Linked DNA regions of Mus musculus: region 1 is linked to region 2. A link is a contact called in public HiChIP or PLAC-seq data. All regions are on one chromosome and are shown on one strand. The core of a region is the stretch at or near the end of the contact, and the rest is flanking DNA. Distances in the headings are between cores, read along the strand shown. Region 1 holds the start of 9230102O04Rik (RIKEN cDNA 9230102O04 gene). Region 2 has its middle 70 kb from the start of Gm30957.

Region 1 (5,247 bases), core at 2,194-4,693, 1.0 Mb after region 2:
TTTGGATTGTAACAGAAGAGGACTAGAGAATCTGGGGCTGCTAGCAAAGACCAATTATGTAGAAGGTGATGTCAACCACTGCCATGCATGCTATTCTCTATGCCCTGTTGTGTCCCAGAGCCAGAAACCTTAGGCCGCATTGAGCCACTGGCTTGAACCTTGAAGCTGGGCCTTCTGCTAAATCCTAATGCTAAATCAATCAGTAAACAGAGTTCATTGATGCCTGCATGAGTCTTGTTCTAGCAGGACAGAAATTACATCTAGACCTAGTGCAAACTGATAGAGAACATTTTTGTTCTCATTTTATAGGAAGCCCTCTTCCCCACATATAGCGATTTGGGCAGCCAAGCTTCTTGTTTAGAAATAACCTGCCGCTGGGGGGACAGCCCACTACCACCACTGCGGAAGAGTGAGGGGCTGCACAAAGGGTACCTTCATTATTTGTCCCCCTTCAGAATTCTGGGTCTCTCAAACTGTGATTTCAGGGTCCTGGTGTGGTCTATAAGGGGAGGAGATGTCAAAAAATATGGAACTACACCTACAGCAAGGGGTCCAGCGGGCACAGCTACTTCATTCCTATTCTGGATGGAATCACACCTGTCAGTTTGTTACCCTGCTCTATTAAAGAAATCGCCTTTAAAAAAAATAATAAAGCAACGGCTCTGCTCATATCTCAGATTCACCAGACTCTCCTTTCCTTGCATTTTAACATTATCCTGTGTGTGTGTGTGTGTGTGTGTGTGTGTGTGTGTGTGTGTGTGTGTGTGTGTTCTATTTCTGAATGGTATATTGGAACTGGAGGTCTGCTGGTCTGCTGTCCCAGGAAAAATATCCAAATTTTATCCCCTCTGCTTTCTCACTGCACAGAACCCTGGTCACACTCTCTGGGAAGCTGGGTTTCTCTCCCACCTCGGGGTGCTTCTGTAAACAAGGGTGCCTACCAACCACCAGCTACCCTGGGGGGCTGCCAGACGTTGACACATCTGGGCTCCAACTTTGTCTCCCAGTGCACGTTTCTTCAATGATATGCAGACAATGAGCCTAACCATGTAAGGCTCGTAAAGCAGGGAAAGGTAAACATGGCATTGACACTTGGGCACTGCAGCCACCTTTAGAGAATGCTCTGTCCTGGGTAGATGGGCTAGCTCCTCTAATGTCCTGTTCTCCTGACAGTGAAAAGCATCTACGCAGAGCTCTTCCCAAGCATTCTAGCAGCTCTTATTACCCCCCATTCAGTTTTTCTTTGCACCCCAAGTTCTGCTAGCTCCTTCTTCCAAACAAGGGCATCCACACACTTCCACACCATGATCACCCAAGGTCACTGCAGAAAGCCAAAGACTTCCAGTGCCCAGAAAGAACAATAAAGGGCTGGGGTCTGGTTCACTTTCTTTCAGAGGCAGCTATCCCCATGGCGGAGACCTCCTCTTAATTCTCGCCATGGGAATCAAGGAGAAGGATAACAGAGGAAAAGGAGATAGCTATGTACTCACTGACCAGGGCAGCTCTCTCCTGAAGGCCAGCTGGTTTGGTTTTTGTTTTTTTGTTTTTTTTCCACCCGCCTTGCTGGAGATCTGAAGGTAGAAATGACAGGCAGACTTCACTGTTGCTGACGCTCCCACAGCAGCGGCGGCTGCTTCACTGCATCTCAGCCAGGCTTCCAGCCAGAGGTAAAACCTGGCTGATGTGAATCCTTGCTAAGAGCCCCCTCCCCTCTGCCTCCCTTGGCTCAGTGTAGACAGCAGAGCTCTTCCGGGTTGCAAAGGGGTAGGAGGAGGGGGGAGGAGGAAAGAAGGAGGGGGAGGGAGGGAATGAATACCATCCCCTTTTGCAAACACACAAACCGCACATCAGAGGTGTGTGAAACTGAGTTGGACCGGGTGGGCAAGAAACATTGCCTGAAATGTGACCTGCTCCTGGTGCCTACAAAGCCAGCCCACTGTCTCCAGACCGGGTTGGAATTAACACTATAAATGACACTGCCCTGTGGAATGGGCCATTATCATAGGCACAAACGTGTTTGAAGCATTTTCTTCTCACTTTTGAACAAATGGTTCAATAAGAGGTTCTATGGGCACGGTCAGGAGTGAACATCGTATGAAGAGCTAACAAACTAGTAAGCCTTCAAAAGTGTTTTCTTTCTCTCAAGGTTTGGGTTTATACGGGCACCCCCATTCCCAAAAGTAGTCTCTTTGCCTTTACTTCACACCACTGCTGCAGCGGCCACCACCACCCTTTAGTCGGGATTAGTAAAATAGAATTTGAATGTTTTTGGCTGGACTTGATTGCTGCTGTCTAATCCAGGCATAGAAGAATATTCATCAGAGTTAAAAGGATCCTATGGGTCCCAATTGTCTTAAATTATTTCATGAGGAAATTTTATTTTTGAGGAGAAAAATAAAAAAATAAAAACAGGAACTAGAAGCAGTCAAGGGAAAATTCTATAAAGGAAATGAAGCTGTTTGCCCTACCCAGGACCCAGATAACTGCAGTGTCCTGCTTGGAGTAAACACACACACACACACACACACACACACACACACACCTTCCCATTCCCATCCAATAGCAAGGGCATCTGAATCATGTACCAAGAGAATCTACCACGAGTACATTTCAGCTAGAGTGAAATGAAACCCTTCAAACACCGAGGTAGAAAAGGGTCAGGGTCCATTTGTTTTGGCAGGTTGAATTTTCCCTTCACAATATTTTTGCAAAAAAAATATGGAGGCTGACTTTTAAAATAAATATATCCTTGGGGAGAAATAAAACAAAGTTTTGTCCGTGGCTGAACCATGAAGTCAATAAGTTGGGGCTGCTCCAACCGGTTGGGTAGAAAGAGGTGACTCAGTGTTCAGCTTTGGGGTGGTCAACTCCTGGGAGAAGGAGACCGGTCAGAGCCTACGGAACTGTTGAGGTGGGGCGGAAGACAGAGGAGAAAGGAGAAGCTGGGAGTCCCGAAAGTGTTAGTCGGCACCCGTGGAGTGGCGAGAGCTACCGGGTGATGGATGTCACGTTGCAGAGTGGGTGATACCAGGATAGGCACGCTTTTCTCCTAGATACTGTCAGCGACCTGTCTCTACCTCCACAAACCTGAAATTCTTTCCATTTAGACACCAACCCGTCTGCGCCTCGGCGGGGCGTCCTCTGGGGTGCGATGAACCCAAGAGTGGAGCAAGCTGAGAACACCATTTGCCAATCTGGCAAAAGGAAAGAAGGGGATCTTCTGGTCCATTGGGGAACCCGGAAGAACCATCTTCGCCAAAGCAATCCTGCCAGTCCCCAGCCCTGTCGCTCCAGCTCTCCGCCACCAAGTGGCAGAGTCACACTCTCCAGTAAGCTGTGAGGACTAGGCTGGAGCCATGCTCTTAACAACCTATGCCCAACCTGTTGCCCTAATGCACCCTATGAACTGTCCAGGAAAGCCGTGGGTCCTGGGAAGATGTGACTGGCTTCCGGGAAGCGTAAGAGACACAAGTACCCTTCCTCCTTACGCGCGACTGGATGGGGGCTGGAGCAGAGACCAGAGAGGCACGCATGTGCCCACGTGACTACAACAGTTGATCCTCCCAATCCCCTGCACCCAGCGGTATCTAGATCTCACTTCTGGGTCTCGCGGGCGGGTGGGGCTTTTTACGGTTTCCCCATGCTTCCCATTCACTTCCCATTCAATGCTTCTTGTCCCCCTTTAAGGTCCCTGCTGTCCCTCCTCCTCTTTCTCCTTACCTTCAACAAGTTCGCCTCCAATTTGAAAGCCTCTTTTTCCTTAGAATGTACGTCCTATAGGGGCACTTCCGAACCAAAGCAGACTTTCTTCCCTCTCCCACTCCTCTTACTAAAGCTCCCTCGCGAGCACCTTCTGTCCCCCAGGTCTCCTCGGGTCTGCTCTGCCGGCCTCGCCGCGCTCCTTCCCTTCTGCCGACACCGGCTCCGGATTGAACACTGCTCTAAAACGTAAAGAGCTGTGAAAATGCGGTCGCGTGCCCCACCCCCAACCCCGTCATTGCTCCCAAAAGTCTTAACTGGAGGAAGTTGGGCTTCCAAAGAAACTTGGAGGCTAAAAAAGAAAATCCTAAGAACTACAGTGGTCTGGCTGGGGCTAAAGGCATGATCTGATTCTCTTAACAGACAGAAGGGTGGACAGGGGAGTTGGGGGGCGGGGGGGGGGAGTATTGAAGTGGGAAGGGAATGAGGTAAAGAGAGAGGGTCCAGCGCAGTAGCACCCCTTTAATAGATTGCCCTGTCCTCAGCACTCCGGAGGCAGAGGCAGGTGGGTCTCTAGCTGGTCAGCCTGGTGTACAAAGCAGGACTGAGAACCCCTGTGTCGAAAAGGAAAACAAAAAGTGGAGATGAAGGGGGAAGTGAGGGAAAGGCTCTGAGGCATTTATTCCTGATTACTGGACATCGCCTGAGCACAGTACAAGGATAGTGCTCTAAGAAACCACGAGTCGCTGTCTGATTTTACAACGGAGTTGCTTTCCGGTTGAAATTTCAATTTCTGTCTCTGTCTCTCTCTTTGTCTCTGTCTCTGTCTGTCTGTCTCTCTGTCTCTGTCTGTCTGTCTGTCTGTCTGTCTCTCTCTCTCTCTCTCTCTCTCTCTCTCTGTGTGTGTGTGTGTGTGTGTGTGTGTGTGTGTGTGTGTGTGACAAGAAATGACATTGCCTCATTCAGTGGTGATAACAGTAGTTCACGCCAGGGTTGCTGGAAGCTGCCCTGAGAACAGGACGGTCCCATCACTAATTTTAGGGAGTGTTTTCATTGAGGATGTTTGTGTGTTCTCTGGACACATAGATCACAAAGACACAGGCCAGTTCACAGCCACGGAGACATAAAGACTTCCCTGTTGGTTGCTTGCACCTGTGCCCTTTCTAGTCCAGCTACCTCGGGTTTTTCTGACTCCACTTCTCTTGCACGGAATAACCACTGAACCATGGAATAATTGCTGATCTGAACTATTTCATTTCTGTTTGGGGTAGAAATGGGACCAAGAGACAGAGGTCATTCCTCACTGGTGAGGACTGTGAGCTGAGCTACCGAGGGAGACAGTGTGGAACCCTGGGCCTGGGGATACATATTGGCTGTGGATGGTTCCTGGAAGCCATTGTGCTCTCCTAATGGCCACCATCGCCAGCTACTTCAAACCCAGAGGTTAGTTCTGTAGCTTTTCTCAGATCAGGATCTAAGGCACTGGGTTTGAAATATAAAGGGAGGTCACCAGGCACATGGAAGAAGAAGATGGATCATTAAATGACT
Region 2 (4,937 bases), core at 1,129-3,628:
AACGTTATATAGTTAATGAAGTGGAAACTTCCAGTTTATTGGAAAGTTAGTTATGTCAAATGATGTTTTGCTGGAGCACACAGGTGTAAGATATCTTGCTGAAGCAAACATCTGAAAAAATGGTTTCCTGAAGCAGACACGGTGAAAGGATGTTTTCTGGAGCAGACACAGATGAAAAGATGTTTTAATATATCAAACGCATGAAAGGATCCATGATGAAGAAATATAAAAATGACTCCACAGACAGTGGGAGAAGAGCACTGAGTATTGGTTTCATTTGCTCTGCCTCCATATTTTTCGATAACAACATGCATGTATTTGCCTACCTTATACAGTGTTGTTGAACTCCACTGGTGGTAAAGCTGATATTGAGAGAAACTTGTCAAAGAACTCCTTGTGAGGTTCCTATGGCAGCAAGATGCCTCTGCCACGTCACCTCAAGCCTCTTGGCTAACCTGGTAGTTGCTTCAGGATTGAACTATAGCTGCTGGTCCATGCCTGGTGTCTGCCTGCTAGGAGGATTGTAGCTGCATCCTTATTAAAATTAGGTTGCAAAAATTGTATGCCTACCATTTAATGAAGCACAAAATGCATGACTACTATGTCAGTGAGAAGGATCAGTTGGGCCAGGTGCTTATCACAAAAGTCTTATGACTACAGCTCATTCCTAGAACCCAGGTAAAGGTAGAAAGTGAGAACCAACTTTACAAAGTTCTCGTCTGACTTCTACACTCACACAGTGACATGAGAACAAACAAATACATCCTGTCACAGAGATATATGATTACAATGAAAAAATACAAAATTTAAAAATCTCTTCCTTTTTAAATTGTGTTTTTTTCCCACATCTGCTGGGAAGTTCACCCTTTGTGACTACACAGGGTGACCTCTTATATGAGTGATGTTTCAGAAGACAGAATTCAAATTACTTTCCTCTATATATTATAACTTTTCTCCTGAGCTAGGCTGAAGATGCTTGTTACCCATGTCAATAAGGAATAGACTGTATCAATAGTAAAAATATTACTTTACTTATATTTTATTTGACATGTCTGTTATATGCAGGTAGTAGTTTTATTAGAATATAATGTTCCTAATGAATGTTCCTCTCTTGAAACACACACACGAAAGAGAGTGAGAGAGACAGAGAGACAGAGAGACAGAGAGACAGAGAGAGAGTGAGAGAGACAGAGACAGAGACAGAGACAGAGAACTTACAGAACTCTGCTGGCAAGTCACAGTATAGTTTACTAATAAACTCTCCGTAGCTTATGTGTCTTCATCAGGAAGCTACATTGTATCCATTGGGATTATTTCCAAGTTTGTTGTATTGTATGATTTCCTAAATAGGAAGTGACATTATTGAATGTATATATGTATCCTTTGACAAATGTATACATGTACAAAAATAGATGAATAACAGAGTAATAAATATTTCTAGTTTCCTATACACAATTCCTAAACTTATCTGTCACAAATAATGTTACCTTCATTTTCCAGTTCATAAAATAGTCTTAGTTATTTTTTCTGCTCAAACACTATTTCCATAAAAGCACTTTCTGAAACTTCAGTCAGCAGTAAATTGTGATTTGCTCAGTTATTAAATGTTGCATGATGTATGAGCTTTGCATCAGTTGTAGAACAGGACACAATCCTTATTCCTTTTAGCTATCTACTTCTCAAATATATGCCTTTCAAAATATTCTCTTGAATCCAATAATATTTAATAATCCTCAAAGCTTTACTAAACCTACCCCATTCCAAATGTTCTTTCTTATAAACGTCTTCATAGTTCTTGCTACCATTTTGAACTATCTCATCTTAAAGATTATTTTCAGCCTCTTATAAGCTTTTCTATAATGAAAATCCCTTTAACTCTTCTCCACGGCCAAAGAAATACTTACTATATCATGAAAATAAGTAATAAGTGACTGAAACTGGGACTACCTTTATGTTAAAGGGGCACCCATTAATTACATCTATTGTATACAATACATGCAAGGATAATTTACACTAACACTGAACACCACAGACCAAACTAAATAGGTCAAGTTTAGGTCTAGGAATTCTTGGTCATTAGAAATGATGTAGGTATTCTACTGATCTCATATCTAATTTGTCTGGTGTTACATGGAAGGGAGAACAAGCTGCCTTGCCAGTGAACACATTCCTTCCAATATTCTTCCATCTCCTAGTTTGACATTATTAAAAGTTGGAAGGTAAGTTAATAAAGGAGTAGAGAGAAGATGGAAATCGGGGGGAAGAAGACATGGTTAGGGGGAGAAGAAAAAGCTGTTGAGACAGAACATAGGACACCGGGGAACACCAACTCATTTATAGGCTGCACTGTTTGCCTGAGGTTGGCTACCTTATCAGATAAAAGGAAACTGAGACAGAATTTTCTCTGTGACTAACCTTCCCCTGGAGAGATCGCTGTGTGCTGCATTACTATTATTAATCAACTTGACTTTCTTTAAGTCACTGTAATTTCTGACTCAAAATTTTCTCAGGCACTCAATGTGCCAGAGAAATCTTAATGAATTAAATAGGCAGGATGTGTGGGAGCGCCCAGGACTAACTTAAGCACAGTGTATGGAATTTTATCATTTCTGTTTTGTTTTGTTTTTCTCAAATTAGTAACATTAACTCCCGAGGAATAAATCTCCTGCGATGGCCTCAGAAGTCGTGGTATTTTTATCATACACAGAGAAATCTCTGAATCAGAAAACTGATATTTTTGATACAATTAGAAACTTAATAGAGATCACTACTGAACTTAGTGGTGGCAACAAATTACACACACACACACACACATACACACACACACACATACACACACACACATACACACACACACACATACACACACACATACATACACACACACACACACATACATACACACACACACACACATACACACACACATACATACATACACACACACACATACATACACACACACATACATACACACACATACACACACACACACACACACACACACACACACACACACACACACACACAATTATTTTTGGTGTGCCCACAGGTTAAAGCAATAAACTGTAGGTTATGCTTCCAGAGAGTTCAAGGAAAATCCCAATCAATTAAAATAATGATAAGGAATTAATGATCTATCTGATTTCTAACTCTCTTTAAGAACTGTAGCATGTAAATAGGTTAGCTTTTAACAAAAATTAAATCAACGGTTTAATATTAACTTGAATTAAATGGTCTTGAGAAATTGGATGACTTTTCAGAAAGCCTTTTGAAAAAACAAACTATGATGAACTGATAAGATTGCTCCCATGATGGATCAGTGCACTAGATGGCACTAATCGCATGCCTTTCATGTGTTAGAAAATCACATTTCATGTGAGGAAAGAAAGTGGACCACACTTGCAATGTTCTTTATCAGGTGTACTTTCCAACGTTCCTTTGATAGGTTATTTATAATTTATGACTACATTTTTCAGATCATCAGAAAAAAAATTAATTACAGTCACTTTGATACTAAGTGAATTTCAAATTGAAAAGTAGAATTCCATTTTCCCCTAATCTAACGAAATTAATTTACTCCAAGCCAGATACAAAAGAGTTCTGGTCTAGAGGAGTGAGCAATTCAAGTCAAGAGGAAGGTTCTCTACCGATTATACAGTTTTCCATGAATTTCTCTTATCCAAGGATTCATCTTGAAATTTATCTAAGAAGAACATTAACCTAAAGGATGAAAGAAATTCAAAACTCTAAAAAGTCTTGGGACAATAAAATCTTGGTATTGAAGAAACAAAACAAGACTATAAATGAAACAATTTTTAAAGTAAAGCCTTCTACTTGGACGAATCTGTTCAAGTCTGTGAGACTTTGGAAACTACTGTCTGATTTTGATAAAGACAAAAATCATTACTATGTCAATATTTTCCCACTGTAGAATTGATAAACTACTAGTGTTGGGGGGTCTCCTCAGTTGACTATGAACTCATTGGTTTTATTTCAAATTTGACACCAATAACTTTAGGTCATTTATTTTCCTACAGAAATAAAATAGAACCATTCTGAGCTGCAGCTCTCCTTGCTTCTACTAGGCTTTGTCAGTATGAATAGAAATCTCTGGTTCAAGCCAATCTTCCAGCTACTTTAATCTTCGACTGAAAAAGAGTTTCCTTCAAAACAGAGCATTGAAAAAGCATACAAAGTATTATGTAGAAAAGCTAAATGTGAACTAGAATACACAAAATACCAAAGGCATAATTAAAAAAAAAACTCCCTTACCACTGAATGAGAGGTTATGATCATTTTTTTAAAATTTCACAATCTATGCTGGGGGGCTCAGACCAGCTTTTGCATGCTGTCTGATTGGTGGCTCAGTGTCTAGGAACTCCCAGGGGTCCAGGTGAGTTGAGACATGGTCTTCCTATGGGACCGCTCTCCTCATCTGTTTCTTCTATCTTTCCCCTAATTCAACCATAGAGGTTCCTGACAGGTATAAGTATCTGAGTCTGTCTCAGTCAGCTGCTGGTAGGGCCTCAAAGAGGACAGCCATGCTAGGTTCCTGTCTGTAAGCATAGCATAGCATCAGTAATAGGATCAGGCCTTGGTGCCCCCACCCCCACCCCATGAGGTGAATCCTCAACTGGGCTGGTCACTGGAAAAACGTTCCCTCAGTTTATTCTCCAATTTTGTCCCTGCAGTTCTTTTAGACAGGAACACTTCTGGGTCAGAAATTTTGCCTGTGGGTTGGTAACACCATTTCTCTTGAGGCCCTTCCTATCTATTTGAGGTGGACTTTTCGAGTTTCCTCTCCCCACTGTTAGGCATTTTATCTAATGTCCTTCCCTTTGAGTCCTGAGAGTTACCATCCATGTCTCTAGTACTTTCTGGAGGGTCTCCCTCCCTATCACCTTCTGAGACTTCATACTTCCATTCATTCTGCT

The links. HiChIP or PLAC-seq counts read pairs in DNA pulled down with a chosen protein or histone mark.
Region 1: a contact with region 2 is called in an H3K4me3 HiChIP or PLAC-seq map of the SCID.adh cell line, with 15 read pairs. The contact joins the promoter of 9230102O04Rik here to the enhancer-like site in region 2. A contact is called at or near these places in 8 of 39 promoter capture datasets (the 3T3-L1 cell line, the C10 cell line, the HPC-7 cell line and 5 more), 34 of 484 Hi-C or Micro-C datasets (the AML12 cell line, CD8 T cells, DN3 thymocytes and 22 more), 15 of 115 datasets of contacts at active chromatin or transcription factors (CD8 T cells, DN3 thymocytes, the SCID.adh cell line and 11 more) and 4 of 9 other capture datasets (adipose tissue, embryonic stem cells, liver and 1 more).

Annotation. Positions count from the first base shown.
Region 1 is chr2:9,886,097-9,891,343 of GRCm38.p6, forward strand. 9230102O04Rik (RIKEN cDNA 9230102O04 gene) reads right to left here and starts at 3,444. Exons shown (of 4, transcript NR_040511.1): 1 at 3,116-3,444; 2 at 1,495-1,571. 4930412O13Rik (RIKEN cDNA 4930412O13 gene) reads left to right here. Exons shown (of 5, transcript NR_024257.1): 5 at 1-671. It also overlaps a transcript of Gata3 not described here.
Region 2 is chr2:8,874,708-8,879,644 of GRCm38.p6, forward strand. No RefSeq gene overlaps it. Among named protein-coding and RNA genes, the nearest start is that of Gm30957, 70 kb to the right of the region's middle. Within about 2 kb of position 2,379, at least 2 of the 459 cell types and tissues checked have an H3K27ac peak or open chromatin away from gene starts, as enhancers often do. A contact at or near this core is called in the SCID.adh cell line and group 2 innate lymphoid cells, where this site is marked.